3 separate regions of the Zea mays genome follow, and all the other regions are linked to region 1. Evidence: chromatin contacts called from public Hi-C data. All regions are on one chromosome and are shown on one strand. The core of a region is the stretch at or near the end of the contact, and the rest is flanking DNA. Distances in the headings are between cores, read along the strand shown. Region 1 holds the start of LOC103638195 (alpha-mannosidase). Region 2 holds the start of LOC100382157. Region 3 has its middle 55 kb from the start of LOC100382157.

The links. Hi-C and Micro-C count contacts between places; a contact is called where the count stands out from the background.
Region 2: a contact with region 1 is called in a Hi-C map of ear, with 6 times the contacts expected there. The contact joins the promoter of LOC100382157 here to the promoter of LOC103638195 in region 1. A contact is called at or near these places in 14 of 25 Hi-C or Micro-C datasets (bundle sheath, ear, endosperm and 6 more) and 1 of 3 datasets of contacts at active chromatin or transcription factors (leaf).
Region 3: a contact with region 1 is called in a Hi-C map of leaf, with 4 times the contacts expected there. The contact joins the enhancer-like site here to the promoter of LOC103638195 in region 1. A contact is called at or near these places in 3 of 25 Hi-C or Micro-C datasets (bundle sheath, leaf and tassel).

What each region holds. Positions count from the first base shown.
Region 1 is chr1:119,500,955-119,504,035 of Zm-B73-REFERENCE-NAM-5.0, reverse strand. It overlaps LOC103638195 (alpha-mannosidase), which reads left to right and starts at 1,685. Exons shown (of 29, transcript XM_008661190.4): 1 at 1,685-2,262; 2 at 2,349-2,432. The coding sequence starts at 2,056.
Region 2 is chr1:119,854,460-119,857,540 of Zm-B73-REFERENCE-NAM-5.0, reverse strand. It overlaps LOC100382157, which reads left to right and starts at 1,501. Exons shown (of 10, transcript NM_001174917.1): 1 at 1,501-1,632; 2 at 1,765-1,878; 3 at 2,018-2,123; 4 at 2,864-2,978; 5 at 3,054-3,081. The coding sequence starts at 1,621.
Region 3 is chr1:119,799,502-119,802,582 of Zm-B73-REFERENCE-NAM-5.0, reverse strand. No RefSeq gene overlaps it. Among protein-coding and RNA genes, the nearest start is that of LOC100382157, 55 kb to the left of the region's middle. Within about 2 kb of position 1,537, at least 20 of the 20 cell types and tissues checked have an H3K27ac peak or open chromatin away from gene starts, as enhancers often do. A contact at or near this core is called in bundle sheath, leaf and tassel, where this site is marked.

The sequences.
Region 1 (3,081 bases), core at 436-2,935:
TCTTATTCGCTCACGATTTGTTTTGCACCCTCTCTCGCGGACTCGATTATATTTCTAACTCTAACCCGGCTTGTAGTTGTGATTATTTTTAAGAATTTCAGTTTCGCCCTATTCACCCCCCCTCTAGGCGACTTTCACGAGCCAGCAAAGGCGAACGCGTGAACGGACGGTCAGCGCTGACAGAGCGGACCCACCGTGCAGCAAGAGAGAATGAGCGCATGCGCGAAAGAATCGGCGCCGACAGGTCGGTCCCACCGAGCAGCACGGAAGAGAGAGGGAGAGAGCGCGTGGACGCGGTCGTCGCTACAGGTGGGACCCACCTGTCAGGCGACGCGGGCGCGCGCGGCCTGGCTAGGCTGGATTGTGCCGAACTGGGCTGAAATGCGCTTTTCTTTTTCCCTGGAATTTCTAATGCCTTTTATTTTTATTTTTCTCTATGGATTTCAAATCAAATTCAAACAAAACTCAAATTCAAACTAATTCAAACATGTGCATCAAACAAAAGAATAATTTAGGCTCAGCATGATGCAACATTTCATGAATCACATAGGGTTTTGATAAAATAAATAATTAATCTCTCACCTAATTGACTTAACTCTAATCAAAAGGAAGAGAGAGGAAGTCTAGAGAGAGAAGAGGTAACACCTGAATTTGGTAGACAATTAGAGAAGAAATTTTATACCCGAAATTAAGGGCGTTACAAACACATTGTGTATTGCAGATATATTAGGTGGTAGCTTTAGCTTATAAGCTACCGATCCACATGCTTCTATGATCTCATGAGATCCAATAGCGAGGGGCTAAATTATCTTTAATCCCGAATCTTTGCACACCTTTGGTGGGTGAGAGTTTAAGATAAACATGATCTTCTACTTCAAACTATAGAGGTTTTCTTCTTTTGTCATGATAGCTCTTTTGCCTGGCTTGAGCAACTTCTAAATTTTTTCTGATTATTCTGACCTTTTCTTCGGCTTCGGTAACCAATTTTGGTCCAAAGATTTCTTTTTCTCCAACCCGTGACCAGTTAAGGGGTGTTCGACAAATGGTGTCATTTTCAAACTAGCTTGATAACTGTTATTGTAGGAGAATTCTACTAGCGATAGACACAGTGTATCACGCAAGCTCTCAACATATCCTCAAGAATATGATTCACTCTCTCTGTTTGGCCATTAGTTTGAGTATGGTATGCTCAGCTTCTAATCAGCTTGGTGCCCAGTGAGTCTTGTAGCTGCTCCCAAAATCTACCACAAATTGAGCTCCCTGATCTGAGATAATTGTCCGAGGTATTCCGTGTAAACACACTATCCGATCGATGTACAACTCTGCATATCTCTTGGTGGGGTATGACGTGTATATAGGGAGAAAATGGGGAATTTTAGTGGCTCCTATTCATATTAGTCGTCTCATTGGTTCTTCATATATTCGTTTTGGATTAAATCGTTTTGGATTAAAGTTAGCTATTCAGAAATACTAGAAGCCGATACGAATTAAAGCCAAATAGTGGTGTTGCTCCCATGCTACGCTGCAGTCTACAGATAAGGATGAAATTGTTTTGTGCCTGCCGGCCGCCCGGCCGGTTCACGTGTCACTAGTCCATAAATCAGTCCGCCGTACACGTACATGTGGACAAGATGCGTTAGCTACCAAAATGGACCAGAATATATACCTTACGATTGATAATAATATAGTCATTGGGCATCGTACCCTGCGCGTATCTCATTTATAAACTTTATTTATTTATGTATTGTAAACAAAATGTCTATCTGTGTGTATATATAAATACGATATACCAAGCCTGTCGCAGCACAAGCCGGTCCCGCTCTTTTGACTGAGGCGGAGCCCAGCCCAGAGCCCACCGTGAGCTCAACGACGCCCACGCCCGGTGCCGGTGCAAACCAAACGCCAACTCCAATCTCCAACTCCAAGAGCGAAGAAACCAATACCCAAACCCAAAGGTTCGTCCGCATTGTCGGCCAGCCAGCTCCCACTCCACTGCCCGTTCCGTTCTGCGCTCGTCATCGTCGGGGCCGGCCGGGCAAGCCATCAGCGGCCGTGATGGTGATGGCGCCGGCGATTCTGCTGGCAGTGCTAGTGCTCGCGGCGGTGGCAGCGGCGACGGCGTCGGCGTTCGCCGTGGCGTCCAACAACGCGACGGTGGTGGCCGGGAAGCTGAACGTGCACCTGGTGCCTCACTCCCACGACGACGTCGGGTGGCTCAAGACCGTCGACCAGTACTATGTCGGCTCCAACAACAGCATCCAGGTATATGCATATCCTGCTTCCTGCGCCGCCATGCTCCGGCCTCAACGGCTTTCTTCTCGGTTCTCACCTGATCCTGGGGGATGCAGGGCGCGTGCGTGATGAACACCCTCGACTCCGTGGTGGACGCGCTCGCCAGGGATCCCGCCCGCAAGTTCGTCGTCGTCGAGCAGGTCAGTGGTGCCTTGACTTGCCGTCTACAAGTCACAGCGCTTGTGTTGCATCGCCCTCCGCTCCTCTGTTTTGTCGCCTCGGCAGTTACAATGCTCGCGTGCTTTCTTTGCAGTCAAAGTTTGGTTCGATACTTGTGCTAGAAAAGATAGTCAGATTCAAGCCAAAACGTGCTTGTACTTGTACGCCATTAATTAATCGATTAGAGTTTCAAGTTTTCGCCGTCCGTGTGCACATTGTTGGACCACAGTATTTTGATGTGATGACAAGTACAAGAGGACACGGAGGGTGCACGTCATTTGGATTCAACCCGTGGTCTGCTTTCTCTGCTGACTGCTTCTGCTTCTGTTTTGTTCTATGACCTAGTCTATATCGACATCGATCAAATATAGATAGCTTCAACTCATCTTTTTTTTTTACCTCCGGTCCAGACCATTCATTGTGGTCCTAGAAGCTTTCAGCCTTTGACCCACACACGCACCAAAACAAAGGGAAGAAGAAGATGCAACCTTCTCGTGTGTGACTGATCCATATTCCATACCATACTTCTGCACCGTTGTACTTTCCACATTTTCCACCATGAGACGATATGATTCGCTCCACATCGATTTGAGGTTGACAACGATCGTTTGATTGCTCCACTGCAGACCA
Region 2 (3,081 bases), core at 252-2,751, 350 kb before region 1:
GGTCCTTTGGACTGATTGACCAAAGCGGTCCCTTCTAGGCTTCAAGGATAGGCTTCTCGATATCTTCTTGGGTAAGTTGCTTTTCTCTTGAGATGGGTTAAGAGGAGAATGGAAGCATAAGGTGGGGATTAGTTTTAATTTGTGATCTATGTTTTTAGAGAAAACCCCTTTTTGAAAAAAAAAAGAAAACTCACAATCTTAGCACAAACAAATCAAATGTTTTGAATGGGAGGGGAATAGAGTTTTTCCAAAGCACAGACTACTCGGATTTGAGGGCTAAGCGACTACTACTTGGTTCCTAAGATTCAGACTCAGATTGCTCTAGAAGCTGAACCAATAATCACGTTGAACGTGATTTATGAGCACTAACGTTAAAGCATCACATATGCACAGAAAGAGGAAGCAAACATCAAGCATAACTCATTTTGAAATGCCCTAGGGGCCACACAATTAGAGCTTTTCAAATCACGTGGCTACACGGTTACATCTCATACATGCAAGGCTCTGGCCAAAGTGGAAAAAACTTCACTGCCCAATGAATGCAGAGGACTGGGCATAACTAACTTTGGATCCAACAACTTCTCTTCTGGCGAGGCTGGTGCATAACTTTAATCTGAGACATCTCCTGGATGGATCAAGAGGGAGATGATGTTGATGACTCCTTCTGGCGGCGACTGAGATGGCAGGATGGAGTTGAAATCTTCTCCAAACGAGACTGGCTCTTGTAGCTCCAAGGTGACCTAGCTAAGAGAGCGGTGGTGTTGGTGGGGTGCTTGCAGCTTCTTCCTTGACCTCAAGGGAGGGTGCTGGAATCTTCTTCATTGTGAGAGGCTCAAACATCTCTGACGGTGGATCTTTGGAGGGTTCAGGGTGCTCTTACTCATCCATAATCTGAGGGGAGACTTTCATTCCTTCTAAGACTATGGCTCCTTTCCGGGGGTTCCCAAGCCTTACTCTCTCCTTTTATAGAGATCGGGAGGCCTTCCAGAATCTAGGGCTCTTCAACTCTCATGGGTTGAACTGGGTTGGATGAAGCAGACTCTTGGATCCGCAGGGCTCTATATTGGTTGGGGGTGACTAAGTAGGCCTCAATCAACTTCTAAAGCAGCTGCATGGGTTTGAACTGTGGTGACTTCTACATGGAGCTAACGGTTGCGCCTCTCTATATCTTCTGCTCAGACAATTATACGACGGTTGTCATGAGAAAAATTCAGAACCAAAAGGAGCGGACGAGCCCGAGATGCAGCGGTTGGTAGCAACGGGATTGAAGCACGACTGCACAAGTGTGCTGTGACGTGTGACCGAGTGGACGGGCAAGATCGTTAACGGAATAAACGATCTATAGTCGGTTGAATTTAGTATATGGACCCAATGGGTCAAACTAAAGTGGGCACCTGGCGTTCATGGGCCACGACCCTCTGCAAAGATCCGCCTGAACACTGCAGCGGAGCACGTTCAAAAATCAAAACCATGTGTCGGTGCTCTCGGTCTCGGCAACCTCCCCATTCCACAACCGTCCCCGAGAACGACCTCACATAGTCACGTTTCCGTCTTCCGAAGCAGCACGTCCGCTCGCCTCCGAGAACCCACCACCTCGCCGCCCGCCACCAGCCCACCACCATGGTGCTCGAGGTCCATATGCATCCCCTCCTTCCTTCCTCTTCCTTCTATCTGCTATGGCTGCTGCCCCACCGGTCTAATGACGCGCAGCGATTTCTGACCATCCCCTGACGGTTTGCGGTGGCCGTCCAAATCCAATCCCAGGCGACCATGATCTGCGTGGACAACTCGGAGTGGATGAGGAATGGGGACTATCCCCCATCGCGGTTCGCGGCGCAGGCCCACGCCTTCGCCGTCCTCTCCGGCGCCAAGACGGAGGTCTGGCTTCTCTCCATTGCCCACGCGTGCGTCGCCGCTAGCGCTAGGGGTTGTTACTTGGTCGCTACCTGGGGTTTTGAGTGCCTACGGGCGGCTTTACGTGTTCCTTTTGGGCGACCGGTGAATTTGGACTACGCAGGCGAACCTGGAGAGCACGGTGGGGCTGGTGGCCATGGCGGGCAAGGGCGTCAGCGTGCTCGTCCCGCCAACCAACGACTTCGGCAAGGTCCTGTCAGGCATGAACGGTACGCGAAACCGCCGCTGACCTCCTGAGATTATTTCTGCGGTGAACAGTGAACTTGTCATTCAATTGATTCCTTCAAAATTGCACAGAGGGTCCGCTTCACGATGTCAGCTGTAACTCTAAGAACTAGTACCGGGTATCAATATAATTGCAATACTGCTTCTATATTAATATTGTGCCAATGCATCCTATGTTCTTCTACTAACTGGCTAACTAGCTATGTTATTCTATGTTTGGCTGCTACCGCACTCCGCACTTGCTGATTTTGGTTATCTGGTAACTTGACGTGGCAGCAGTCTATGTCTTTTTTACGAGTGTGTGGTAGCGAAGAAGTTATGCCCTCCACTGTCTTTTGTTTTGAACATCGACACGACCTTTAATATACACTTTAAGTGATTAATTTTCCAGTTATATCGTAGTAAAAATACGACGCATAATGACATGGAAGTATATCTGGGTGAGAATCTACTCATTCAATTTAATACCTGTCTATAATTCTATATCAGAAGTCAGGTTGGTTTCGATTTAACACTTCAGTTGCATACATTGTTCAGTGCTGTATGTTTAACACAAACATATTCATAAGATACTGGGAATATCTTGTCACCATGTAGATACCATATAATGCATCCTTTTAGAAATCATGTGTCGCATCTTGTTGTCTGTGCACTGTGCATAAGAAATTGTTCAAAACGCGACTTATATTTTTAAAGAATCTGAGCCAATTCATTTTGGATTCAGGGCTGGAAATTGGTGGTGAAGCAAACTTGACTGCTGCGATCCAGGTCGCTCAATTTGCACTCAAGAATCGGCAGAACAAGCAGCTGCGGCAGAGAATAATTGTTTTTGTTGGCAGGTATGATCTGAGGTTGCATCAGTGTTGTTTCATCGATCGTACTTTACATTCGAGTTCTAAATTTGTCCCCTGCAGCCCAGTAATAGATGAGAAGAACTGGCTA
Region 3 (3,081 bases), core at 288-2,787, 300 kb before region 1:
GAAATTTGAGGACTAAATTTCTAAAACCAAGAAGTATTTTAGAAAATAAGTAATAGAAAATTTTTCTATTCAACTAAATGATTATGCATATCATTAAATGATGCACCATAAGCATTTATTTACATAAATATTTAATTTTGAGGTAACTTCTACTTCTTATCCCACATTCAAAGTACTATTTTTCTAAAAAGAAAGAAAACAATATGAGTATTTTTCATATTTCAAACATTTATCAAACAAATAAATTAATTAAAATAAATATATATCTATTGCTTCATAATTGATTTTAAGTATGTATTAAAGATTTGAATTCCTGAATTTTATCTCGGATTTAGATTTTAAATTCGTAAATCAAAAGAGAATAAGAATTGGGATTTAACCCAAAGGTACAATTCTAGAATTTGAGAAAAGAAAATACTAAACAAATGAGGTAAAATAAAATATATAAATAAGAATACATTTCTTTACACTAATATTTGAATTTGGTATATTTTGAGCCATGGTGAAACTCATAACAAAATTTAAAGTTAGGTTTGGAAACCAAGAGAATAAAAATAGGAAAGGAGGGAAGAAAGATTATACAATACAAAATAATGTTATTAAATAACTTCATCACATGATGGTATGACAAACTGCATAGTTAATATGAGTTTAAATTTGCGCTTAAGTTTGAATTCTAAATTTTGATTCAAAATAATTAAGAATAAAGGAAAACAGAAAATAGAAAAGAAAATACATAACAGAAAAAAAGAGAAAAGCCTCTGTGGGTGAAATTCCTTCCTCTGGCGGCCCATTTCTACTGCGCTCCACGCACGCTGCGCAGTCCATTTCCGCGCTCACGCTCGCTGCAGACGGGGCCCACGCTTAATCCACCCCTCTGGACGCCGCGCGACGGGTGGGCCCGCACGGTCGGTGACTCTAGCACGCGCCTGCATCCGTTCGGTCGGCGACTCATCGCCTCACTAGCGCGGCTGACGAGTGGGCCACCCAGGACCGCGTCTTCTTCAACCGTCCACGGAATTTGCGAGCAGCTCCGTGCCCGCCCCAAATCACGCGCCCCAACTACCGATCTCCTCTGGCCATGGTTCGGGGGTTCGGCCATATAAATGCGGCGCTTCCTTTACCATAGCTCACCAGGTCAGGAACCCCCTTCTTGTATCGCAACACCACCACCGTCTGGGCGCTGTGCTGTGTGCGCAGCCGCCACCGTCGATCCGCGCTTGGGGTGACCATCCGGCTGGGGCGTGCCATCTAGAAGCCCGGCGGGATCATCAGGAGCAGGTTCATCAGAGTCGTGGGCCGGGGAAGCCCACGGAATTTGTCGCCAGCGCCGTTGGTACACTGAATCGTAGGTAAGCCCTACACTATCCTGTTCGTCTCACCTCCGTAGTTGCGAGTCCATTGCCGGTCGGATTTGGGACGCTTTGTGGTGTCGGATCGGAAACCTCCGGTGAAGCCACCGCCGCTCTAGCCTGGGCGCTGCTGTGTCCGTGCTGGGGGAAGAAGAACGGCGTGGGCCGTTGATTCTGTTTTTAGCGATCGGGATTGAGTCATCAGGGGCAGTGTGATAGGATGCATCGCAACCATAGATCAGCTGAGGAACGAAAGAGAGTGGTCTGCGGGTATTTAACGGCTGGTTGTTGGATGGGGATTTGGCGGCGCAGATTAGAATCTGGGGCATCGTTTTGTATGAGTGGATATGGTTCGTCCGATCCCGATCCTGCGCGTGCAGATCGATCTCACCTGTATAAAACCTAAACCGTTGGATGGCGATCTGACAGCCAGGATGGGGTACCGGTTTGAGATGAAGTTAGGTGCTGTTTGGTTCACGAAATGTAACGTAAAGGATAATGGTAATGGTTTACACTCGATTACGGGCGGTAACAAGTTTGAATAGTCCGGTATCAATTTTTAGTATGGTATCTGATTACGGTTAAACTAAAACAAACATGATTTAACGTTATCACTTACCCATTACGTTACAAATATTTGAACCAAACGGTACCTTAGTTCAATCTGTGCCGTCCGTTTCTAATCCGGTGGTGGGGAAACATCCATACCCCTCCGCGGCTGACGTATTGCTAAAGAACCCCTGCACTCGCTAGAAATTAACCCGCCATCCCCCGCGGGATAGATCTGTGTCTTAGGAAATCTTACCCCAGGAACCCTGTATTTTCCAGAAATTGATGCGCAGTCCTGGCCTCTAGGAAAACAGAGAAATTCATTTAAGAAATGATTTTTAACACAAAATTAATTATGGAAACTTGTTTAATCCCTAGAAAATTCATATTAAGTCCAAATGAGTCCATTCCAGTTTCTATAATTTTGTAAGATTATTGTTTATCATCTAGTACCACTGTTCTGACATGAAAGCCCCATTAAAATTAATCTCTTAAATTAATCTTGTATCAAATACATAAAACCTTTGGAAATTCATAACTTCCCCATTTTAACTCCGAATTGAACTGTTTCAGTTGCGTTAGCTTTATATGAATATTTACTATGCATTAACAACATTTATTATACCATGTCTCATTCTTTTCTAAGTAGATCTTTATTTAATTTATGTCGGTTAGTCTGGCTAAACTTCTTATCATTATAATCTACTAGAATATGATCTATGGTCAATTCATAACCTAGATTAAAGTTCAGATAATTATTTATAGAATAACCTCTCATATGATTTATATTAACCAATTTATAATATAGATTGATATATTAATCACATAGATCTTCTATAAAATCATAACTTCTTACTCGTAACTCCGATCTTAGTAGTTCTCGATCCCACGAGCTCTTAGCATCGCGTAGATTATTATTATTCAGTTTGTACTTATGTTTGATGTGATGTTAATTTTATATATACCATGTTTGTTTGTATTGCTACGACTAGCAGTGAGGTCACGAGGATTTGAAGAATCATCCTGGTACCTACAATCTCAAGTGCTAGGCAAGTTGTGCCCTTGACCACTTCTATTACCCAATAATGTCTTTATTATCAGTATTCAATGCATAGGTTTAATTTTGATGGGACTCAATAGGTCACCCTAGTCTGATTATCTTTTACCTGGTTTACCCCTG